Linked DNA regions of Mus musculus: all the other regions are linked to region 3. The links are chromatin contacts, called in public HiCAR-type and promoter capture Hi-C maps. All regions are on one chromosome and are shown on one strand. The core of a region is the stretch at or near the end of the contact, and the rest is flanking DNA. Distances in the headings are between cores, read along the strand shown.

Region 1 (2,700 bases), core at 124-2,623, 2.1 Mb before region 3:
AAACAGAGATGAAGAAGGCTGACTGCACTGCCTATCTACAAATTCTCAACAGCATACTTATTTATCTGCTTGAGCTTACTGAAAGAACAGAATTAAATGTCTCAAAAGATGCAAGCTGGAGGAAGAAACCTTCAATCCAAGTCACTTGTGCTGGCACAGAAGCTGGGTGTGAAGCAGCTCTTTGAATCTCAGGAAGATAGCCTCCACCCTGGTCGGCTATCCGATACAATGGACCCTATACATCCTCTCTCCAGTATCTCTTCTTAAAACCGGCAGATGAATTATAAATGTCATAACATATATTGTACAAAGAAAGATTTTTCAAAAAGTGAATATTTAAAAAGGGTAATTCGCTGCGTGTACAAAACAGCGAACCATTTCGGATGTGACTAATCTTATTTTAAATTCGGTTCCTCTGCTCCTATGCAATCTAATATTAACTATTAAAACTGCCAAAATATTTTTATACGAGATCTTAGAATCTCCTTAGAGATTCTGATCTTTGCACTCCGTAAAGTTGGCAGGCACGTCACTGGCAAACCAATCGGTAGTGACAACTTACTCCAAACCAGCTCTTTCGGATCAAATTGTAAATTAGCAGGCAATCCAAAATTTCCCAAGCCTCCCTGAGCCAGGGCACGGTTCCCGCTGGTCGCCCGCTGCAAAACTTGGTCAGCTCAACCTACAGACGCAAATTCCAGCTCTACCCAGGAGATTCCTTGCAGATCTCCCGGGTTGACCGTACTTCGGTGTCTGTCCCCGTAAGGTCACACACCTGCGTCCAAAGCTTCTCTGTCCTACACGTGTCTGCACATTCCCCACTCAGCCTCAAAGGCTCGGCGACTCCCGCTTCCCTGCACCTGGGTGCCAAGTTTCTGAAAGCCACTTCCAAGCAAAACTCTCCTTCCGCTCTGAAAACACAACTACAGTAGGAAGGGGCGGATAACAGGAAGAAAGCGGAGACTCAGCGGCACTTTTCGGAAGTCCCTGGTCGCCCCGGAGCTGGCACCCCACGCGGGCCCGCGAGCGCGTCCTCCCCGCACAGCCCGCGCCCCCCGCCCGGCAGGACGCGACGGCCCCGCCGAGCCACGCGTCCGCGCCCCCCGCTCCATCTCGAGGCCCTCCCGGTACCTACGCGGCCCGCAGCTGCGGCGCGCTCCGCGACGACGGCTCTGCCGGGCTCCTGCGGCGGCTGCGGCGGCCGGGACGCCCCCGCGCCCATCGAGGGGGGCAGGGACGCGGTGGGCGCGCGCTCCGTCCCCCGCCCGCCCCGACGGCGCTCGCTCGGTCGCGCGGGCGGAGGCTCGGGCGGAGGCGGGCGGCGGCGGCCCCGGGCGCCCTCCCTAGGCCTCTCCCGCCGCCCCTCCCTCGGCCTCTCCCTCTCCCTCCCCCGCCACCTCCGCCGCCCCCGCCCCGCCCCGCGCGCTGTCACATCGGGAGATTCCGCTCTTGCTCCATTCGCCGCTCCGGCTCCCGCCCACGCGCGGCCGAGTGACGCAGATCCCGGCGTGGGCGGCCGCGGGGCGGGGGTGGGGGCCGGCGGGGCTGAGGCTCGGCGCGGTCCCGGGGGTGGCCCATTCCCACGGCAGCTGGGAGCGCGCGGGTGGGGGCGCGCGCGCGGGTCGGAGGAGGAGGAGGCTTCCGTGGATCCGCGGACAGCGCTGCCTGCCAAGCCCCGCACCGGGCCCGCCCAGGAGGGAGGGGGTGGGGGGGGTACAGAACCGCAGGTGCGGTGCGGACCTGTCCCTCCTCGCCCACTCCACCCTGTCCCCACCCTCGCCCAGGCCTGGTTTGAGGAGGGAGGAAAGGGAAACTCTGGCCTGGTGGCTTAATGACACCCTTTTCATGTCTGGAAACCTTGTGTTACTTTACAGGCCATTCTCTGTTGTCTTCCTGTAGGCAAATGACACACTCCTGGTGCTGTCTTGAGCGTGTCAAAATAGAGTTCTTAAGGCAAGGTGTAGACATTTTGAGCTTGGTTTGCATAAACTTTTCTAGCCAAAGAAAGTGTTACAGCACCTCAAAAGCTAAAGCTATTGCCAAAATTTTAAGGGGAAAAAAATTAAATCTATTTTTGCCTTCCTTGGGGAGGGGGTTTCAAAGAAAAGAATTCAAGTTTTAATGGTGTGCTCTTACTGCAATACAGGTAGAATCCTGTTTTAATGTACATATAAAAATCCAGTTTTATATAGGAGGCCGTTCCCACTTCCTGGCTGGCCTCCCAGAGTGTGCCTACTTGGTTGAAGGGGATACAAGGCATTCTTTGAGAAGAGAAATTCTTTAAACCACATCTTTATGTTGCAACAATGGGTGGGATGATAATATTGAAAGAAAAAGACCTTATTAAATAAACCATTTTTTCTTTTTGTAAAAACATGTTCTACAAATGAGTGATGTCAATGGAATAGATATGTACTTAAATGCATAAATATATAAACATATAGTTACATGGTTAAGTATACATTTAAGCTGAAATATCTTCCCTGTTAGTGACAAGCCTGTCTAGAATAGTTGGTATTTTAAATAATTATTCTTAGTTCCTCAAATTCTTCAGAAGAAATAACAGCTACAAGTGTCTCCCTGCCACTCCAATTGTCAGTGTTTATGCTCCTGCTCAGCGAAGAGGAATTTAATTTGGGTGGTTGTAGTACAGTCAGGGCTACTGAGACAATTTCTTGGCCGGTGTGGAAAGGTAGAGGT
Region 2 (2,827 bases), core at 15-2,514, 2.4 Mb after region 3:
CCCAAAGCTGCCCAGAACTTGAGGTACTAAGACCTGCTCTGTCTCAGGTCCCAAGAGTTAGCCCTCAGTTGTGTGGACAGAGTCGGACCTCGAAGCCTTTAAGCAGTACCCCATTCATTGCGGGCAGCGCTGGCATTATCCTCTCTTTGATAAAGAGCCACCACCACCATAAGCCCCACTTGGGGTGTCAGGGTTTTGAAAGGAGCGTACTTATGGGCGAGAGGTCCCACCAGGCCAGGGAGGGAGCAAGGACTTACACGGGTCCTTAAGCAAATTAATTGCTTGATAAATGCGCTGTGGATGGCCAAGCTGGATCAATGGATCCATGGAATCCCCACCTTTTACCTTTATGGACCAAGTACACTTGTGTACACAAACACACACCTTTGCACACAAAAAAATTAACTATAATTTCACGTGAGCGAGCATCCCAAAACACTCTGAGATTTGGAAAGGCTACCCTCCATCCCAGGATCACAATTATTATTTGGGAGCATTCTTATCTTCATCGTATCCTGGATGTGGTTGTTGTTTTTTAAGCCATTAAGCGTACAACATAAGAGAAAGAAATCTTGATTCTTAGGTACAGGAGCAGGCTTCATTAATCCTAATTTCTAAATCTGGAAAGTTTTTCTCGAGGTCCCTAGGCGAGCAGTGCTCCATACTCTTCAATTTTGGAGGAGTGACCCGGAAGAAGGGAAAACACCTGATGAAACGGCGCCCACATTGTCACTGAAACCCATGAAAGGAACCCCTAATACACCAGGGGCTCTGAGAATCCTCTAAGAGCGCTTTGGACGCGGGAGAAGCCTAGTCGCCACGAGTCCAGACGAGGTGGTGGTGGGGGACAGAGAGGAGTTAAGAAGAATGCGAAAGATGTAGGGAGTGCTCGGAGGGGTTGCCAGTGAAGGCTCCACCGCACTTCCCGGCTTCGCCTAAGCGCGCGTGAGAGCCAGAGCCCCAGAACAGCCGGGGAACTTAGCGCGCCCAGGGCTTCCCGAACTACAGGCGCCGCGTGGGAGCCCTCGCCCAGCGTACTTACTGCTCACGGTCTGTCTGAAACTTGGCTGGCTGGGGCTCTGTCCATGGAGCAAAAGTAGAGAATCCAGGGTGGAAAGTTTTTGGTGAATTGTAGTGTTGTCCTAGTCTTCCTTTCTCTTTCCTCCTTCCCCTTTCCTTTTCCTCTTCCCCGGTCCTAGCGTTTAAGGTCCTGGGTCAGGGTGTCTTCTTCTGGTTCGGAGATGGTTGTTATGATGATGGGGGCGGGGGGCAGTGAGGGAGGAGGAGGAGAGGGAAAGGAGGACTCCTCCAAAGGGGCACCAGAGCGAGCGGGGGAGGGGACGGCGGAGGAGGGGGGGGGGAGAGGGGGCTGAAAGAGCCTTTCACACCTTCGGGTAGAAGACCGGTTCTGGAGAGAAAGGGCTGAGGACTGGGAGGCTGCGGCGGCTGCTGGCTCCTACAGCCGCTAGCTCCAGAGGAGGCGCGGCCAGAGTCGCGGGGACGTTGCCACCAAGAGCGGGGAAGGTGCGGAGACCCCGGACCGCGCGCAAGAGAAAACGCGGCGGCCGCACAAGCTGTCACCTCCAACCTCTCCCCTCGCGGCTGCCTCTGCCAGAAGCCAGAGCCGGACTCACTGACAAGCCGCAGAGAGAAAGACACTGAGAGGGAGATGATTATTAGTTGCGTTGAGTCATCAGGCAAAGTGAGTCCTTTTGGGTTGTCCTCGGTTTCCGATTTCTCCCCCTCCCCCTTTCGGTCCCCAGATCTAGCGCCTTCAAAATAATAATTTGGGGTGGGGGTAGGGGATGTCTCTGGGTTATTTCGGGATGGGAATGGGGGGGACGGATCTAAACCCAAGCCAGACTGGTCCACCGCAATGAAGGAGGGGAGTGGGGGGCGGGGAGGAGGGCTGGGGAGGTTGCGGGGGGAGGGGGGCCCCGCCTGGCAGGAAATTAAACATCAATCAATCAATCGCTGTGAGCACGGCGACCCAAGGAGCCGGGCTGCGGAGGAGGCACAGGGATAGGCGAGGGGGTGGGAGTCAGGGAAAAAGGAGGAAGGGGGGAGTCGGAGGTGGGAGCGGGGTGGCAAGGACCTCATGCACCGGGCGACGAAGGACGGATGGCTGAGGACTGAGTGTGGCGCGAGGCGGTGGCCACGGCCGACGAATGGGTGCGTCTAAGCGCTGACGAACGCCAGGGCCCAGGGTCTGGTCCTCCTCCTTGTAGCAAGTCCAGGGCGCAGCCGCCTCGCCCAGCCCCTAGGCGCACTCGTCCCGGCGCGCAGGCTGCGGCGACTAGGCGGGCGCTCCGTGTCGCGGCTCGCCGCAGAGGCGCAGGCTGGCGCTCGGGAGGCGGCAGAGGCTGCCTCGTCTCCGGGCTCTGTTAATTGCGCCGCCGAGTACTTTCGACTTTGGAGATAGGAGGGCGATCGCCTCCCCCACCCACCGCCTCCGCCCACCACCCACCGCCTCCGCCCCTCGGAGCAACTTTTCTCGGTGCGAGCGAGCTCCCCATCTGCTCGGAGCCGACCGGCCCGGCCCGAAGCGCTCCCGGCCGCGTTTGGGGAAGGCCACTTCTCCCTCAAATCCCGTGCGGCCGCGGGTCCGGAACAATAGCCCGGGTGTCCCGAACGCCTGGAGCGAGACTCCGCCCGTCCGGCTGGCTGTGGGTCCGGCACTGGAGAAAGGGTTGCTCCGTGGGCACAAGGCAGGCTGCATCCCTGCCACTCTCGCCACGCGGGCTACGTTGCGAGCGGCGCAGCCCGAGCTGCCCGGAGGCCAGAACACTGTGCCGGCCGGGGCGCTGAAGCTGCGCGCCCCTCGGGT
Region 3 (2,700 bases), core at 38-2,537:
AGGATGCTTGCTCCTCAGCAACTTAAACTTCAGTTTTTAAATGTAAATAAGAGAGCATCAAACAGGCTCCCTCTATAAGGACCTGTACACAGACTCAATCCTGATTTTCATTCTTTATCGACAGAAAAAAAAATCTGCTATGATCCTAAAAGTATACTAAGAATGCACCTTATCAAAATGTATTATGCATATTTTATAGGAGTTATTATAATAGATATTCCAAAATTTAGATTCATTTAGAAATCTCAAGAAAAATATCACCAAAGGGAATTTCTCCTGACAGCTGTGTAATTTGTTATCATCTCTTTCTACTGCTGGTCATGAATGAAATTTTAGATTCTACTACGCGGAACAAATGAAGCAATTAATGAAAGCATTCAAATTAGAACAGAGGAGGTGGGGGGGGGCGATGAAAGAGGAGGCAGATCCTGTTAAACCCAGTGAGAAGACAAAATAACACCAGAATGTACATGCAACCGATTATAACAGATATCGTAATCGATTATGCAGGTCACTGACTGTTCAGAGGCATGCGAAAACACAGGTACGCACACTCACACACCCACGGACTCAAAACCTACAGAACAGGTGGATCGGCAAAATTCTCCACCGGAGGAAAACTAGATAGTTTTCAGTTTAATTATTAATCAGGCCAGTCTGTCACTTCACCCAGAGGTAAAACCTCAGAGCCTCTTTTTTAAATCAGCTTTGGCAACTCTGCAAGACGCTGCTTCTTTCCAGAAAAGCGAAATCTGACGCACGCCCATCACTGGGCGCGAAGAGAAATCATCTCCTTGCAAGCAAAGGAGGGTCCGGGAAGTATAAGGATTGGGGAGAGGGACCAGAGCTGGCTCTCTGGCGGTCAGAAGTCGGGGTCCGGAGTCTGGGTGGGGGACGAGGGGTCGCGGAGGCGAGGATGCCCTGCCCAGCACGAAGCAGGAGACTTCGAGTGCCAGGAGAGCTCCGAGTCGGAGCGTTCCATCTGAGCCCGAGAGAAGCCCGGGAGGTGTGGGCGCGCAGGTAAGGGAGGGCCGTACCTGGTACTCGGGGTACTCGAACATGTAGCTCATGCTGCACTTGTTTTCCTCGAAGCCGAAGAAGACATCCCACAGCCCCAGGGTCGCCAGAAACACCATGAAGACATAGAACGCCAGATTCCAGAGGTTGACTGAGTGGAGAAACATGGTGCAGACGAGCGCCTCTACACCAGGAGAAGCTCGGCAGCCTAGACAGAGCGAGGGAAAGACTCCGGTGCCAAGCCGTGCCCAGCTGAGCAGCGCGCGCCTGCGCGGAGCCCGCCAGCACCCCCTCCCCTTCGCCTGCCGCTCAGCGCGCCTGCGCAACTGCGAGCAGCCGGCCCGCGGTGCCGCCCACGGAGGAGGGGGCTGTGGGCGTTTGCAGCGTGAGCGAGATTGTGTGCCTAAAAAATGGAATGAGAAAGCGGAGTGGGCTGGGCTGGAGGGCATGGAGAGAAAAGGGAGGGGGCGAGAGGGGCGGGGGGACGGGGAGTGGAGGAAGAAAGGGAGAGGGGGATGGGAGCGCGGGATCCCAGAGGCAGGAGAGGGAATGGCCGGGTGGGTACCGCAGGAATTGGCCAGGGGCAAGGATAACGCCCTAGAGTCCAGAGACTGTTAGAGATTCAGAGCTAACTGGCCAAGAGAGGCGGCACATCAAAGGCGTGTCAGGTGGCTGTCACGCACACCTTCCCCTGCAACAGTTTCAAACCCCATCCTGTTCAATTTTGAACCATCTCGGGCCTCCGCAATTTCGCTTCAAGGACCAACTAGCTTGATTCCAGAAGAGACAAATGGCTTTCCCCCTTCCTCTTAGACCACCGACTTGGGCCCTGTAGGTAGTAACAACACCTGCTCATTGAAACAAAACACACGACAGTCAAAGGAAATCCTGTTCTTGGTGGAAGCCTTAATCAGACGAAGTCTAAAAAAAAAAAAAACAATATAAAAATACCTACCAACATGATGTTCCCAGTTGGTACCTGCAGGACCAGGTCGGCACTGACTTGAGGTGCTCTCCAAGTCCCCCATGTCTCTGGGGACTGGTTCCACAATGACGTTAGAAGAGAATTTTGCTCAAGCTTCCACTCTTTCTCATAACTTAGTTCATTTTGAAGAATTTCCATTTGTCTTTACACAAAGGAAGGGGTTTTAAAAAAGCAAATTAAACCCATTGATAATACTTGTAACAGCTTCGAAACGCTGAAATGTTATGAGGTGTCAGCCCTTAAAGCTAACCAGACAGCAGATGAGTTTTGTGTGTGTGTGTGTGTGTGTGTGTGTGTGTGCGTGTGTGTGTGCACGTGCGTGCGTGCTGCTAACTTCAGAATTTTACTTAGAATGATCTTTGGCACTGACTCAATTTTATTTTATTAGATTAATTTTCTAGCAAATATTTTGAGGAAAGCTGGATAGGATGCATGAAATCAAAGAATTTCAAGACCGAAAAGGAAGCTAATTGTTTATCTTATACAAAACCCTGCTATTCACATCAAGAAGCTACAATCCAAAGGTAAAAGGGTAACAATTTTTTTAACCCTAGACAGAAACACTTGGATATCTAAGCAAATACACCTAGCTACAAGATACGGACTATTTGTAAAGAGAGGACTGGGAAAATGGACTGGTGAGCTGCTTTGAGGTATGGAGGTAGATTTGGAAGGGCCAGGAAAGTCTGGGTAATACT

The links. Promoter capture Hi-C pulls out the DNA fragments that hold promoters and counts their contacts. HiCAR-type assays count read pairs that join an accessible place to other places.
Region 1: a HiCAR-type map of astrocytes shows a contact between it and region 3, with 4 times the contacts expected there. The contact joins the promoter of Nab1 here to the promoter of Pgap1 in region 3.
Region 2: a contact with region 3 is called in a promoter capture Hi-C map of liver, with 2.5 times the contacts expected there. The contact joins the promoter of Satb2 here to the promoter of Pgap1 in region 3. A contact is called at or near these places in 2 of 39 promoter capture datasets (hippocampal neurons and liver) and 1 of 115 datasets of contacts at active chromatin or transcription factors (astrocytes).

Annotation. Positions count from the first base shown.
Region 1 is chr1:52,499,075-52,501,774 of GRCm38.p6, forward strand. It overlaps Nab1 (Ngfi-A binding protein 1), which reads right to left and starts at 1,374. Exons shown (of 8, transcript NM_008667.3): 1 at 1,136-1,374.
Region 2 is chr1:56,970,070-56,972,896 of GRCm38.p6, forward strand. It overlaps Satb2 (special AT-rich sequence binding protein 2), which reads right to left and starts at 1,265. Exons shown (of 11, transcript NM_139146.2): 1 at 1,043-1,265. It overlaps 9130024F11Rik (RIKEN cDNA 9130024F11 gene), which reads left to right and starts at 1,400. Exons shown (of 2, transcript NR_024326.1): 1 at 1,400-1,702.
Region 3 is chr1:54,556,397-54,559,096 of GRCm38.p6, forward strand. Pgap1 (post-GPI attachment to proteins 1) reads right to left here and starts at 1,288. Exons shown (of 27, transcript NM_001163314.2): 1 at 1,038-1,288. The coding sequence starts at 1,184.